Regions from separate parts of the Mus musculus genome. Here regions 2 and 3 are each linked to region 1. The links are chromatin contacts, called in public promoter capture Hi-C maps. All regions are on one chromosome and are shown on one strand. Each heading gives the region's core, a stretch centred on a gene start, on an enhancer-like site or on the middle of the called end of the contact. The rest is flanking DNA. Distances are from core to core; before and after follow the strand shown. Region 1 overlaps Heatr1 (HEAT repeat containing 1). Region 2 overlaps Actn2 (actinin alpha 2). Region 3 has its middle 8.9 kb from the start of Mtr.

What was found. Capture Hi-C pulls out chosen DNA fragments and counts their contacts.
Region 2: a promoter capture Hi-C map of adipose tissue shows a contact between it and region 1. The contact joins two enhancer-like sites. A contact is called at or near these places in 2 of 115 datasets of contacts at active chromatin or transcription factors (embryonic stem cells and microglia) and 4 of 9 other capture datasets (adipose tissue, embryonic stem cells, liver and 1 more).
Region 3: a contact with region 1 is called in a promoter capture Hi-C map of adipose tissue. The contact joins two enhancer-like sites. A contact is called at or near these places in 3 of 484 Hi-C or Micro-C datasets (LSK cells, granulocyte-monocyte progenitors and group 2 innate lymphoid cells), 6 of 115 datasets of contacts at active chromatin or transcription factors (acute myeloid leukemia, embryonic limb bud, embryonic stem cells and 2 more) and 3 of 9 other capture datasets (adipose tissue, liver and pancreatic islet).

What each region holds. Positions count from the first base shown.
Region 1 is chr13:12,410,728-12,415,159 of GRCm38.p6, forward strand. Heatr1 (HEAT repeat containing 1) reads left to right here. Exons shown (of 45, transcript NM_144835.4): 16 at 493-614; 17 at 1,318-1,509; 18 at 2,498-2,681; 19 at 2,785-2,921; 20 at 3,646-3,838. Among named protein-coding and RNA genes, the nearest start is that of Heatr1, 18 kb to the left of the region's middle. Within about 2 kb of position 1,889, at least 86 of the 459 cell types and tissues checked have an H3K27ac peak or open chromatin away from gene starts, as enhancers often do. A contact at or near this core is called in adipose tissue, where this site is marked.
Region 2 is chr13:12,281,617-12,285,767 of GRCm38.p6, forward strand. It overlaps Actn2 (actinin alpha 2), which reads right to left. Exons shown (of 21, transcript NM_033268.4): 13 at 899-1,007. Among named protein-coding and RNA genes, the nearest start is that of Mtr, 26 kb to the left of the region's middle. Within about 2 kb of position 2,400, at least 13 of the 459 cell types and tissues checked have an H3K27ac peak or open chromatin away from gene starts, as enhancers often do. A contact at or near this core is called in adipose tissue, where this site is marked.
Region 3 is chr13:12,264,951-12,269,125 of GRCm38.p6, forward strand. No RefSeq gene overlaps it. Among named protein-coding and RNA genes, the nearest start is that of Mtr, 8.9 kb to the left of the region's middle. Within about 2 kb of position 2,366, at least 8 of the 459 cell types and tissues checked have an H3K27ac peak or open chromatin away from gene starts, as enhancers often do. A contact at or near this core is called in adipose tissue, where this site is marked.

The DNA of each region.
Region 1 (4,432 bases), core at 639-3,138:
ATCGTAAATAAGTACACTGTAGCCATCGCCAGATGTACCAGAAGAGGGCATCAGATCTCTTTACAGTTGGTTGTGAGCCACCATGTGGTTGCTGGGATTTGAACTCATGACCTTTGGAAGAGCAGTCAGTCAGTGCTCTGACCCCCTGAGCCATCTCATCAGCCCTCTTTTCTTATTATTTTTTGTTGTTGTTGTTGTTGTTCCATTCTTAAAAGCTGTTTTGCTTTAATCAAATACAAAGGGAATTTTATTTATTCCTTTGAGACCATGGCTGAGAGTTATAACTCAAGCTGGCCTGGAACAACTTTATAAAACAGATATAAATTTTATAGAGAAGATAAGAAAATTTGAAATTAGATTAAAAGTAAAAATAAAAGGCAAGCCTTGGTAGAGAACTAGTAAATATTTTATCTAAATGTCTTACTTTTCCCCAATACTTTATGTGGATGCCAGTGATACAGTGATATAGTATTCAAACCTTTTTTTTTACAGCTCTTGAAAATGTTATTAAAAGCAGAAAATCAAGAGAAATAATTGGTGTAGGAAACCAGAAGATGGTTCAGCTGCTGGGCAGCAATTTAAGTTTAGGAGAGCGCTCTACAGTGTTGAAGCTGGTATGTTGCCACCCCTCCCCTCCACTCCGCCTTCTGCTCCTCAGGCTTATTAGGCTCCCACTTCTGCTCTACGTGGCTTCTTTTCTGAAGTTTTGCTGCTGTTCCTTTCTTACACCCTGTTTTGCTTTAAACAAATACAAGAGTAATTTTGTGTATTCCTTTGGGGCCATGGCTGAGAGTTATAGCTCAAGCTGGCCTGGAACTTACTGTGTAGCCCAGGATGAATTTCTGATCCTCCTGCCTTAACCTCCCAAGTGCTGGGATTATAAGCTTGTATAAACCACCTGTGGCTAACTTAGCATGTTGGACAGATTATCTGAAGTCCTTAATATTTTATATCACTTTTGGACTAGTGAGAATACTTTGTTCTTTTTAATCTCATTTTTCCTATTTATATTTAGACTATTGAAGTCTTTTCATTGTTAACATAGCAAAATGAAATTAAAAGAAAATACTTTAGTAAACCTTTTAATGGTATTAGGTGTCTGACTTACTGATTTTTGTTGTTTGTATTCTTAGGTCTGTGGGTTAAATGCATAAACTTGTCAAGTGTAATTTTGTCCATTTTAATTTCTAAGTTTGTATCATGGCTTAGCAATCAGTGTTTACTGATCTTTCTGTCGTCTTACTTTATACACAGTACCTAGGTAGGCCTGAGATAGAAGACTGACTAACTAGTAATAGAGGGTGCTTATTTCTCAAGGTCGAAGATCTAGTCTGTGCTGGGGAAAAGGAGTCTTACAGCCTGAAGCAGAAAGTGGCGTTTCACGTGACTGTGTCTGTGCTGATCTCTTGCTGCTCATCCTTCCAAGAAACCTGCTTCCCGTTTGCTCTAAGAGTGTTCAGTTTATTGCAGAAAAAGATAAGGAAGCTCAAAAGCGTCATCACTGCTGTGGTAAGGAGTGCGGTGTCTGCAGGAAGTTGGGTGTTGGGTAAAATAACACTGTGGTCTGATGGTCACAGCTAAACTGAGGCCCAGAGGTCTGGCTCTGGTTGGGGAAGTGGGAAGTGCTGGTCAGAATGTTAGCCGTGGGTATCAAGACAAAGCACTCTCGTGCTTTTCCAGGAAGTGTACTTGAATCACAGGGTTCTGAGGGTTGGACTCTTCTGCTGTTTTATCAGCGCATAATCCAGGTTTCCTTCCTATCTACTCCACTGATTCACGTCCACACAAAACTTGTCCTAGTATTTATTGAAAGAATATCGTAGATATTTAAAATCATTGAGTATTCCAGTAGGTTCAGATGTCTCTGGCCCACTGTTGTCCTGGACAGTGTTACTAAAGTTCCTAGTGTCCCATTTTGAGGTAGCAAGCTTTTGTTTTAATACCGCTGTTTGCATCAGTATTTTTCTTTTATTTATCTTCTAAACTTCAAAGGGCTGCTCATTACAGGATTTTCTAAGAGAATTACAACTCATATTTATGTATACTCTCAGGAGTTTTATAAATTCTAGCTGTAGCCATTGTTAACTAAAATTATGTGAAATTAGCATGCTTCTTTAGACTTTAAAAAGTGGCTCCAGTGAGCCTCTCTTAACGTCTGACTGACTTTTTTATGAGGTACAGTAACTGGAGCTGTGCTTGTCCTCCGGGCCAGCAGTGTAGAGTGGTGTGTTTTGTTCAGTGTAGGCAGCAGGTTGTTTCACATTGCTCTATTAATGCCCTTTATGAGGAATGTATCTTTTCAGCTGTAGCACTGTGTCCACACACATGCACACACACACACACACACACACACACACACACACACACACACACACACACACATGCACACACACACCAGTGTGACACTCCCGACTAGGAGTGCGTATCCGTTGCAGTCATAGAGCACCTGTTTGGAACTCTGAGGATGAGCTAGCTTCTGTTTCCATTCATGTTTCAGGAAATCCCCTCAGAGTGGCACCTGGAACTGATGTTGAACAGAGGATTGCCGGAGGAGCTGTGGGTGCGTTACGTGCAGGAGCTCCACGGTGCCCAGAGGGTTGTCATGGAGGACGCCATTTTACTTGTATTTTCCATGAAATGTTTTATTTTTGCAATGAAGGCTCCAAAATCTTTTCCTACAGGTAAGGCATGGTCATGAGTCTTCAGTGTGATGCGGTACTGCGTTCCTAACACCATACACGGTTCACCTTCACTTGAATGACAAGCTCCCCCTTGTCCCCTCAGGTGCCATGTGGTGGAATCCCGAGCAGCTAGATGAAGACAGCAGACACTACCTGCACCTGCTCATTGGTATCTTTGAGATGCTGCTGGAGGTTTCTGATGCCATGCATTTCAGGGTTCTGATTAGGCTTATAATGAAGGTACTTGGCTCACTCCTCACAGGCATTTCTGCTATAGGTAGTGTAGGTTATTTTAGTACTAAAGCCTAATAATAAAGTATATTTTGCGGCAGTGAACAATGTGTGCTGATAAACATGCCCTCGAGAGCAGTCTAGTACTTACAGCCAGGTAGCATGTTGAGTATAGAGTAGCATTGCAGCATCCCTATTGATGAGCTGTTGTGTTTAAAAATCAAAACAACTCAGTCTGTTTTTGTTTTGAATATCCTTTATAGATGAGTAAACTGGCTGAGTGTTCAGAGATGGTGGTTAGGAGATGCAGTGTCACTCACGAAGCTTCTGTGGGCTTTACTGCCTCCATGATGCAAGCAGCGTGTTCTTGTCCTTGTCTGACTTACTCTTTCTGTGTCTTTCAGCATTGTCGCCATCTCTAACTCCTTCGAGAGCTTTTAGTGTAGCTTTCCAGGTCCCACTTTAGTCTTGACCTTTAGCTAATGCGCCTGTCTTTTTTTGTTGTTGTTGTTCAGTATTTTCAACTGCAAAGTTAGAGTGAGGCTTCTTGAATGTCATTCTTCAGCGACATCCGTCCTAACAGGTTGGAGTTCGGAATATTGAAGAAGTGATTCATCAACTCATTCCTGTGTGGTTATTGTACAGTAGTGAAAAGGTCCAGGGACAGCATATCTGAGTAAGAACTAGACCTCACTTTGTTTTCTTTTGTTTGTTTTTGCTTTCTTTTCATTAGGTACATCTACAAGATGTTCTGCAGTTGTTCAAGTTCTTTTGTGTTTTGTGGACCTATGGTTCTAGCCTTTCAAATCCACTTAACTGCACTGTGAAGTCAGAGCTGCAGACTCAAGCTCTTTACATAGGCTCTGCGATGCTTTCTTCTCAGAATACACAGTATAAACAAAAGCTGGCATCTACTGCATCTCCAGGTACAACAGGTCACATTTAACTTCTTAATACATTTTAGACATCTTACTCTGTGAGGAAGTGTGGTATACAATCTTGCACTTGATTGTATAGAGATAACATAATTTACTTAAATAGTTCATTCTATAGGGGAGATGGTGACAAGGATAAAGGCACTTGCCACCAAGCCTTATGACTTAAATTTAATTCCAGTCCCCACATAGCAAAAGGAGAAAACTAACCCCTCAAAGTTGTCCTCTGACCTGTGCATTCAGTCAGTGATGATTGCACCCCTACTACATAGAGATATAGAAAATATTCTTGTTTTTATTTATTTATTTAAAATATAATTTAAAAATTAAGAAAAAAAGCTAGGTGTGGTGGCACATGGTGAGAGTAGATTTTCTGGACTCATTTGTATGCTTTGAGGAGCGTGACCCTAATTTTTCTGAAATAATTAGGCAACGAATAGCTTCAGAAGAGGGAGTCTGGGCTGATGAGATGGCTCAGTGATTAAGAGCGCTGACTGCTCTTCCAAAGGTCCCGAGTTCAAATCCCAGCAACCACATGGTGACTCACAACCATCTGTAACGAAATCTGATGCCCTCTTCTGGAGT
Region 2 (4,151 bases), core at 1,150-3,649, 130 kb before region 1:
TGGGGTGCTAGGATGTGAACCTAGGTCCTGTGTGTACGAGGCAAACACTTTACCAACCAAGATGCTCTCTCTGACTTACTTTGTAGCATTTTTTTTCCTACCATATCTGTTGCCATTTCCCAGGTACACATCCCAAATTGGGCCTGATGCCCTGAGTCAGCTATTGGCACAGAAGAACTCTAACGGGCCCAGAGAGATGGTCAGAGGTTGAGTTCAGACTGTTCTTTCCAGGGGACCTGAGCTCGATTCCAAGCACAATTGATGGCTCACAACTATCTGTAACTCCAATCCAGAAGATAAGATGCCTTCTTTTGTTCTGCAGAGGTGCCAGGCACAGGAGTGGCACACAGGCATACGTGCAGGCAAAGCGCTCATGTACATAAATTAAAGATCATACGTGAGGGCTGGTGAGATGGCTCAGTGGGTAAGAGCACCCGATTGCTCTTCCGAAGGTCCAGAGTTCAAATCCCAGCAACCACATGGTGGCTCACAACCATCCCTAATGAAATCTGATGCCCTCTTCTGGAGTGTCTGAAGACAGCTACAGTGTACTTACATATAATCAATAAATAAATCTTTTTAAAAAAAAAAAAGATCATACATGAGTCTTTACAATTTTTCAAAAGGACTTTGGGAAATTTACCATGATTGCTTCTTAACAAACAGGGCTCAGACCAGGATCCCCCAACATTTTAAAACTGAAAAGTATGTTTTGCTGCTAACTTGTTACAGTGCAAAGCTACACCTGGTCCCGTGATTCCCACTTTTAACATTCCCGTTTACTGGATAACGTTTGGTTGTTTCCACATGAGTCACGGAGAAACACAATTAACACCACTGATTCAACTATGGAGCCTCTGTAGGAGTTTTCAAGGCAAGAAGCGCTCAAGGCTCTCACCTCCAAGGCCTCCCTCCTCTTCTGGGTGAGCGTCCCCAATCTATCCCACTGGTCGCAAATTTTCTGGCACCGATCATTGACGTTCACAGCATCGTGATAGTCCAGTTCACTGTGGAAAGCAAGAAAGAAAGATGAATCCTCCCAAATGGTGTGAGGGAAATGGACACAAGCTGGAAATAAACAGGGAAGAGATGTGTGTGTGTGTCTGTGTACGCATGCGTGTGTACACACACACACACACACACACACACGTGTATACAAATGTATGTGTGAACAAATGTACACTCATATATGTGCACGTGCACTTGGAGACCATAGGTAAACCCTGGGTATTTCTGTCAGTCATTAAACTCCATTAAACTCCCAACTTTTTTTTTTTTTTTTTTTTTTTGAGATAGAGTCTTCTAGTAGCCAGGGCTTTGCATTATTCAGCTAAGCTGTCTCCTATCGAGCGCTAAGCATCTACCTGTACCTGTCTCCCCGGAGCTGAAATGAAAAGAACATACCATCATGCTCATTAATATATATTTTAGTGTGTGCGTGTGCACGCGTGCCTGTAGAGGTCAGAAGAGGATGACGGATCCCTGGAGCAGGGGTTATAGACAGTTGTAAGCCGCCTAACATGGATTCTGAAAACTGAAAACCCGTGTCCTCAGCAAGGTAGGTCATGAAGCACTCTTAGCCACTGCGTCAGCTCCCCAGCATCTGTACCGGGGTTTTAAACATGGGTTCTGGGGGATTGAACTTATGTCCTCAAGTGGCAGCCATCTCCTATTATCCAGTCCCCATCCCCATGCCTTTTTTTTTTTTTTTTTAAAGATCCAGTAGAAAACCCAGAGGGAGGCTAGTGAGAGCAACCACTAAGATAACCTGCCACCAAGCTTGACAGGTGAATTTAATCCCTAATATTAATATTGTCTTCTGACTGCCACAGATGTGCTAATTTAATTACTCCTTGACCCAGACAAGGGGATCCCTGGGGCCCAGCAGGCAGCCAGCAGAGCTGAATCATTCAAGCTCTTGCCCATTAGGAAATTCTATATCATTTTTTAAAAATGCAGAGAGTGACCTGCTGAAGACACTTGAGACTGGCCTCTAACCTCTGGCCTCCACATCACTTCAGGGATTCCCGACCCCTACCCCCCCCACATACACATACACAAAATACGAAGGCCACTGAAAACTGGTAGGGCATTTCAGGGTTTCCTGAATTGTCCCCAGTGAAAATAGTATCGCTTGGAACAAATTATAAGAATTAATACAAATCCTGTTAAGTCAACAGTTTTCAAAATGGCACTGTCTTCTTAATGCCTCTGGCTCACTTTCTCTTCCTGTGTCCTCTGAGGCCTCCTGAGAGCATGACTTTTAAATGGAAACAACAAGGGGAGCCAACTATCTGACCCAGGTGGCTGGAACATTAAAATGAGTCACAGGGAAGGAGGTGTCCACTTGCAGGGTTCTGTGTCCTTGGCGCCTCTAGAAGGGCATGCAGCTTGCTGCCTTCTGAGTGACCCATCCAGGAGAAGGCTGTGACATCACCCAGCACAGAAAGGCTTCTAAAACTGGGCAGGCTGGAGCTCTTCCATTTATGGACAACGACTCTTTGGACTGTTGGATGCCACCAGTGTGGTAGAAAGAAAGAACAACACAAAACAAAAAGCTTGAGTAAAACTTAACCTCATCTCGGGGGTAAATGTCTGAGTCCTGCTTAAAAAGTAACCACCCTGCCAGGTTTTAGAGGAGAGCAGGAACTGTGGAGATCAGAAGACATGTGTACCAGGCTTCTCTGAAAACAGCCTGAGATTAGAGAACTTTCCAGAAGTGCCCTGCTCCCCTGAAAACCACTTCCTTGGGGCTTCAGTTTTATTTATTTATTTATTTATTTATTTATTTATTTATTTATTTATAAATGTGCGCGTGTGTGTGTGTGTGTGCCGCACTAAGTGCACAGAGGTCAGAGGACAACTTACAAGTGTGAGGCTGTCAGTCCTCTCCTTGTGCCGTGTGGGTCCTGGGGATTGACCTCAGGCCGTCAGGAGGAGCATCGGGAACCGTTACGCTCTAGCTCAGAGACCCTCTGCTTTTTCTTTTTTCATACACTCGCCTGTGTTTACTGACTTTGCTGTTTCTTTTGCTGAGCAGAGCAAATACATCTGAGTGTTAGCTGAGTGTTCTTCCAGAACATTCTGAGAGCGACAGAAGCTCCCTGTCACCTCGTTAGAGCTCGTCCAGTCCTTAAGAGCAGCCACCGGCTATCTACAAACACACGCTTTTCACGTAACCAAAGTTGGCTTGGATCTTATGTCTACTTTGTGTATAAACCAAAAAACAAATCCAGCAACTGCCCCCTAGGCAACTATGCTATGCTGATATAAAGTGGCAAGGCAGTAGACCTGTAACCTACAAGCCTTGCCCAGAAATTTCTGGATGTTTCCATCTGATATGTCCCTTGTGGCCTCATGTTTTGAATGCTTGGTCCCTGGCTAGTTGCATGGATTTGAAGAAAGTGGAGCACTGTGGTGTAAGTGAGTTACAAAGGGTGGACTTTAGAGGGTCAGACTCAACTCTGGTTCTACTCTGGGTTTGTTGGCTATGGTGGTTCAAATATACTTGGCCCATGGGAAGTAGCATTTTTAGGGGGAGTGGCCTTGTTGGAGGAAGTGTGTCACTGTGTAGGTGGGCTTTGAGGTCTCCTAGTGTTCAAGTTCTGCCTAGTGTGAAACAGAGCCTCCTCCGGGCTGCCTGCGGGAGACAGTCCCCTTCTGCTACCTGATAATCAAGATGTAGAACTCTCAGCTCCTTCAGCACCATGTCTGCCTGCACTCTGCCTTACTTCCTGCCATGATGATAATGGACTGAACCTTTGAAACTGTAAGGCAGCCCCAATTAAATGTTTACCTTTATACGAGTGTGTCTCTTCACAGCGATGAAACCCTAACTAAGGCTCTGCCTGTTATCATGTCAACTTGACACAACCTAGAGTCATCTAAGAGGAGAGAGCAACCTCAGTCAATGAATGGCTCTAGAAGACTGGGCTGTGGGCAAGCCTGGAGGACGCTTTCATTTGCTTGCTTGCTTTCTTATTTGTTTTGTTGTTGTTTGTCTGAGACAGGGTAGTGTGTGTGTGTGTGTGTGTGTGTGTGTATAGTCATGGATGGCTGTCCTGGAACTCACTCTATAGATCAAGCTAGCCTCAAACGCAGAGATCCACCTGCCTCTGCCTCTAAAGTGCTGGGAGAAAAGTGTGTATGTC
Region 3 (4,175 bases), core at 1,116-3,615, 150 kb before region 1:
TGGCTTCCCTTCCAGACCTTTCCTCGCCATACAAAAGGAGTTACCCGGGTGCCTTGGTGACCTCCCAAGCATTTCTTCTGCACTTTTGTTTTTGCAGTGGAGAAGCCTGAGCTGCTGTGGTGGGAACAGGGACTCACATAGACCCAGACAGCCTGACTCCTTAAGGATGACATTGGACTTCTAATCCTCCTGACTCTCTACCACCCAAGTGCTGGTGTATGAGCCATCTTGCCTGGCTATGGCTAAGCATTTTTATAATGGCAGAGATGACACAAAGACCTGGCCTGGCCACTCCTGTTGTTCCTATTAACCTCCTCAGCGAGGGCTTTTCCAATTTCTGCGAATGTTGATTATCAAATGACCCTTCCTCTAAGCCACAGGCCCTCACTTGGGAGTTAGATAATATGCCTGTGGAGTTCATAAAAACACAGATGTCCTAGTCATAGCCTAGGCCATCATACTGTGAAACCTGGAAGTAAGAACTGGGCATATACACAATTAACAAATATGTATCTCCTGAGAATTCTGAACTGACCTGCTGTTTAAACATTCCTCTTAAATTGTGTACCACTCACCCTGAAGTGGGTCAGTTCCAATTCCCCATCGCCCATGTACCACACATTACATACAAGTTTCCCCCACCCCATCCTTCCTTTTTGATTCTTTCTTTCTTTTTGAGGCAGAGTCTCATTCGTGTAACCCAAGCCATCCTGGAACTCCTTATGTAGGTAAAGACAACCTTGAACTTCTGGCCCACCTGCTTTTACCCACACAATACTGAGATTATAGGCATCTGCCACCAGACCTGACTTACACATTGTTGTGGCTGGGAACACAGGGCTTTGTGTATTCTAAGTGTCCTGGCTGGGTTTGTGTGTCAACTTGACACAAGCTGGGACTGATCACTGAGAAAGGAGCCTCCCTTGAGGAAACACCTTCATGAGATCCAGCTGCAAGGCATTTTCTCAATTAGTGATCAAGGAGGGAGGACCCATTGTGGGTGGTGCCATCCCTGGGCTGGCAGTCTTGGGTTCTATCAGAAAGCAAACTAAGCAAGCCAGGGGAAGCAAGCCAGTAAGGAACATCCCTCCATGGCCTCTGCATCAGCTCCTGCTTTGTGACCTGCTTGAGTTCCAGTCCTGACTTCCATTGGTGATGAACAGCAGTGTGGAAGTGTAAGCTGAATAAACCCTTTCCTCCCCAACTGCTTCTTGGTCATGATGCTTGTGCAGAAATAGAAACCCTAAGACACTACAAGACACTCTACCAACTGAGCCACATCACCCACCAGTCTCTGACTCTTTCAGGGAGGCAAATACAACACCAACTGAATGTTTTCAAGTATGAGATGTTTGCTTATAGCTAACCAAATTGCCTGCTTATCCTTTAAAATGATTTGAGAGAGAGAGAGACTGACTGTTTTTGGCAACTTTGTTAACTCATGATCAGAAATAAAAACAACTTGTAGGATGACAGTATAAATACTTTTATTGTTTTCCATGGCTTATTTCCCTATCTCCCATATCATTAGATAGTACTGATCCAACCTCTTGCTGAATATTATAGAGAGATTAAAATTTTTCAGAGAGATGAGTTGCCCATGGCCACCCTAAAACACAAGTTCCTAGTTAAAAGGAATGACTTCCTGGATTCTCCTTCACAATTCCAGTTGGAGCATAGCACCTGCTTCAAATACAACAGTCAAAAGCTCACCCCACCCCCACCCCAAAGCACATGGTATTAAACTCAAGGCCCAAGTATTTCAGAGACTTTTCAAACTGTCAACTACTTAATAATTATGAAGCAAATTAAGAAAGTGGGCCAAGGTGAAAGGTCAGTAAGGCTAGCAGCAAACCCTGGTAAATGGAAAAGAACAAATTTCCAGCTGGTGGCAGGAACTTAGCGGAAATAGAAGCAGTTAGCAGACACATTGTTCCCTCTCTAGTCACACTTTAATTGCAATTAGCAATTGTTTTTGTTTGTTTATAGCTAGCTTTCTGATCGTTATGGACCAACATTTAACAGGTGTTTTTACTTTGTTTACTGCAAGCTGTCTGCAGGATGGAAACTCTGGGGGTGGATTGGGGGTGGGAGTGGGGTGGGGGTTGGAGTGAAGTGTGTGTGTGTGTGTGTGGGTGGGTGGGTGGGTGGGTGTAATAGAGGTTTGGAAAACAGGAATGGAAAAGTAACACACATTCACCAGACCAACGCACCAAGTGGGAGCACAGGGACTTGACCCAGACAGAGCCATGAATCACTGTCCCATCCAAGAGGTGACATTCTGACCTCCAGTACTATTGACTCCCAGGAGGAATGCAGCAAAGGCGTGCAAAGAGACCTTACCTCCTGTGTGGAGAAGGCTGCCCTCTGCATGCTAAGGCATGGGAGAGCTCCACCTAGTGCCAGAGGCTATACAGCCTTCTTGTCTCGCTGGGAACAGCCATGCTCAGCCCCTTATTAAAGAACAAAGCACTTAGAGCTGTCTCTCTGCAACTTCTACAAAAAGCTCCACAGGGAATCAAGAGACAATAACAGAAACCTCATTTTTCTTCTTGACTCCACCTCCATCTCTGGCAACTAAACTTGCTTCCCTGTTACTTCACGTTCCAGGGACACTCACCCCCCACACCAAACCCGACTGTCCAGTCCTATAAAGAGATGACTGAAAACTCCACTTCAAAAACATTAATGAGCCAGGCGTGGTGGTGCACGCCTTTAATCCCAGCACTCGGGAGGCAGAGGCAGGCGGATTTCTGAGTTCAAGGCCAGCCTGGTCTACAAAGTGAGTTCCAGGACAGCCAGAGTTATACAGAGAAACCCTGTCTCGAAAAAAAAAAAAACCAACCAAACAAACAAAAAAACCCAACCAACCAAAAACATTAATGAGGTCCAAGGAGATGGCTCAGAAGTTTAGGAGACTGACTGCCTTTTCAGAAGACCAGAGTTCGGTTCCCAGCATCTGTGTCCTGTGCCCAAAACTGCCGGTGACTCAACTTCCAGAAGATCCAATACCTCTGACTTTCTCATGTGCCTACACTTGTGCAGGGACACATACCCAAACAAAAGCACACATTTACATAATTAAAGTAAAAAAATTAATTATCCAAAAATATTAAGGCAGGTGAGCAGGCAGGGTCAGGAAGTAAAGGCCACGTGACAACCAGAGTTGGCTCCCTGGGACTCACGTGGTACAAGGACAGACCCAGCTCCCAGAAGTTGTCCTCTGACCTCCACACACATCATCGCATGGCCACATGCATACACAATAAGTTAAAATGTAACAATGGAATAAATAATTTTCAGATTGTAATGAGTCTGACTGGGGACACACTGTAATCCCAGCACTTGTGGGGAAGAGGCAGGAGGAGCAGGAGTTCAAAGCCAACCTGGGCTATATTACACTCTCAAAAAAATTTTTTTTTGTTTTGATTATTAAAAGGGGGCCATACTGACATATACCCATAGTCTTCCCATAATTAGGAAGCTGAGGCAGGAGATTGTCAGTTTGAAGCTAGCCTGGGCTACACAGAGAAACACTCTCAAGAAAAAAATGTATTGAGGAATTTGTTTCCCACTTGCAGGCCCATCTCCTAATGTTTAATTTCACTAATGATATCACTTATAGGTAGGTCCTGCTGATCTTAGGATAAGCAAGGAAAAAAAAAACCGTGCTAGAATCCCAATCATGTCCTCCCCAAATGTGTCCTCCCAAAGATAACTACATAAATATAAAGGCATGGAGATGTATTTTAAACATCAAACCCTCACTAGACCTTCAGAGTACCAATGAGTCATTGCTTCCCCAGTCATGAATCCTGAATGTTTCGATTTTCACACTTGCACTCACTTCTGCCCCAGACCGCCCCGTTTTCACCATATGTAAGCCAACCGGCTGACTTAGTCAAAGAAACAAACCAACCTACCCTTTCATTTCACGTAGCTAAAAATTCAGAAAGAGACCCATGGGAAAAGGACCACTACATCACACACATTGACGCTGCTTCTGCCTGACTTAGGCTGGGAAAGAATGAGCCGCAAAGAAAAAAACCCTCTGATGGTGTGCATGGTCACGTATGTACAGGTGCATGTGCGCGTATGCATGCGGAAGCCAGAGGAAAACTTGCTTGCCGTTCTCTCCTTCTGCTACACGGGATCCAGGGATCAAAGGCAGGTTG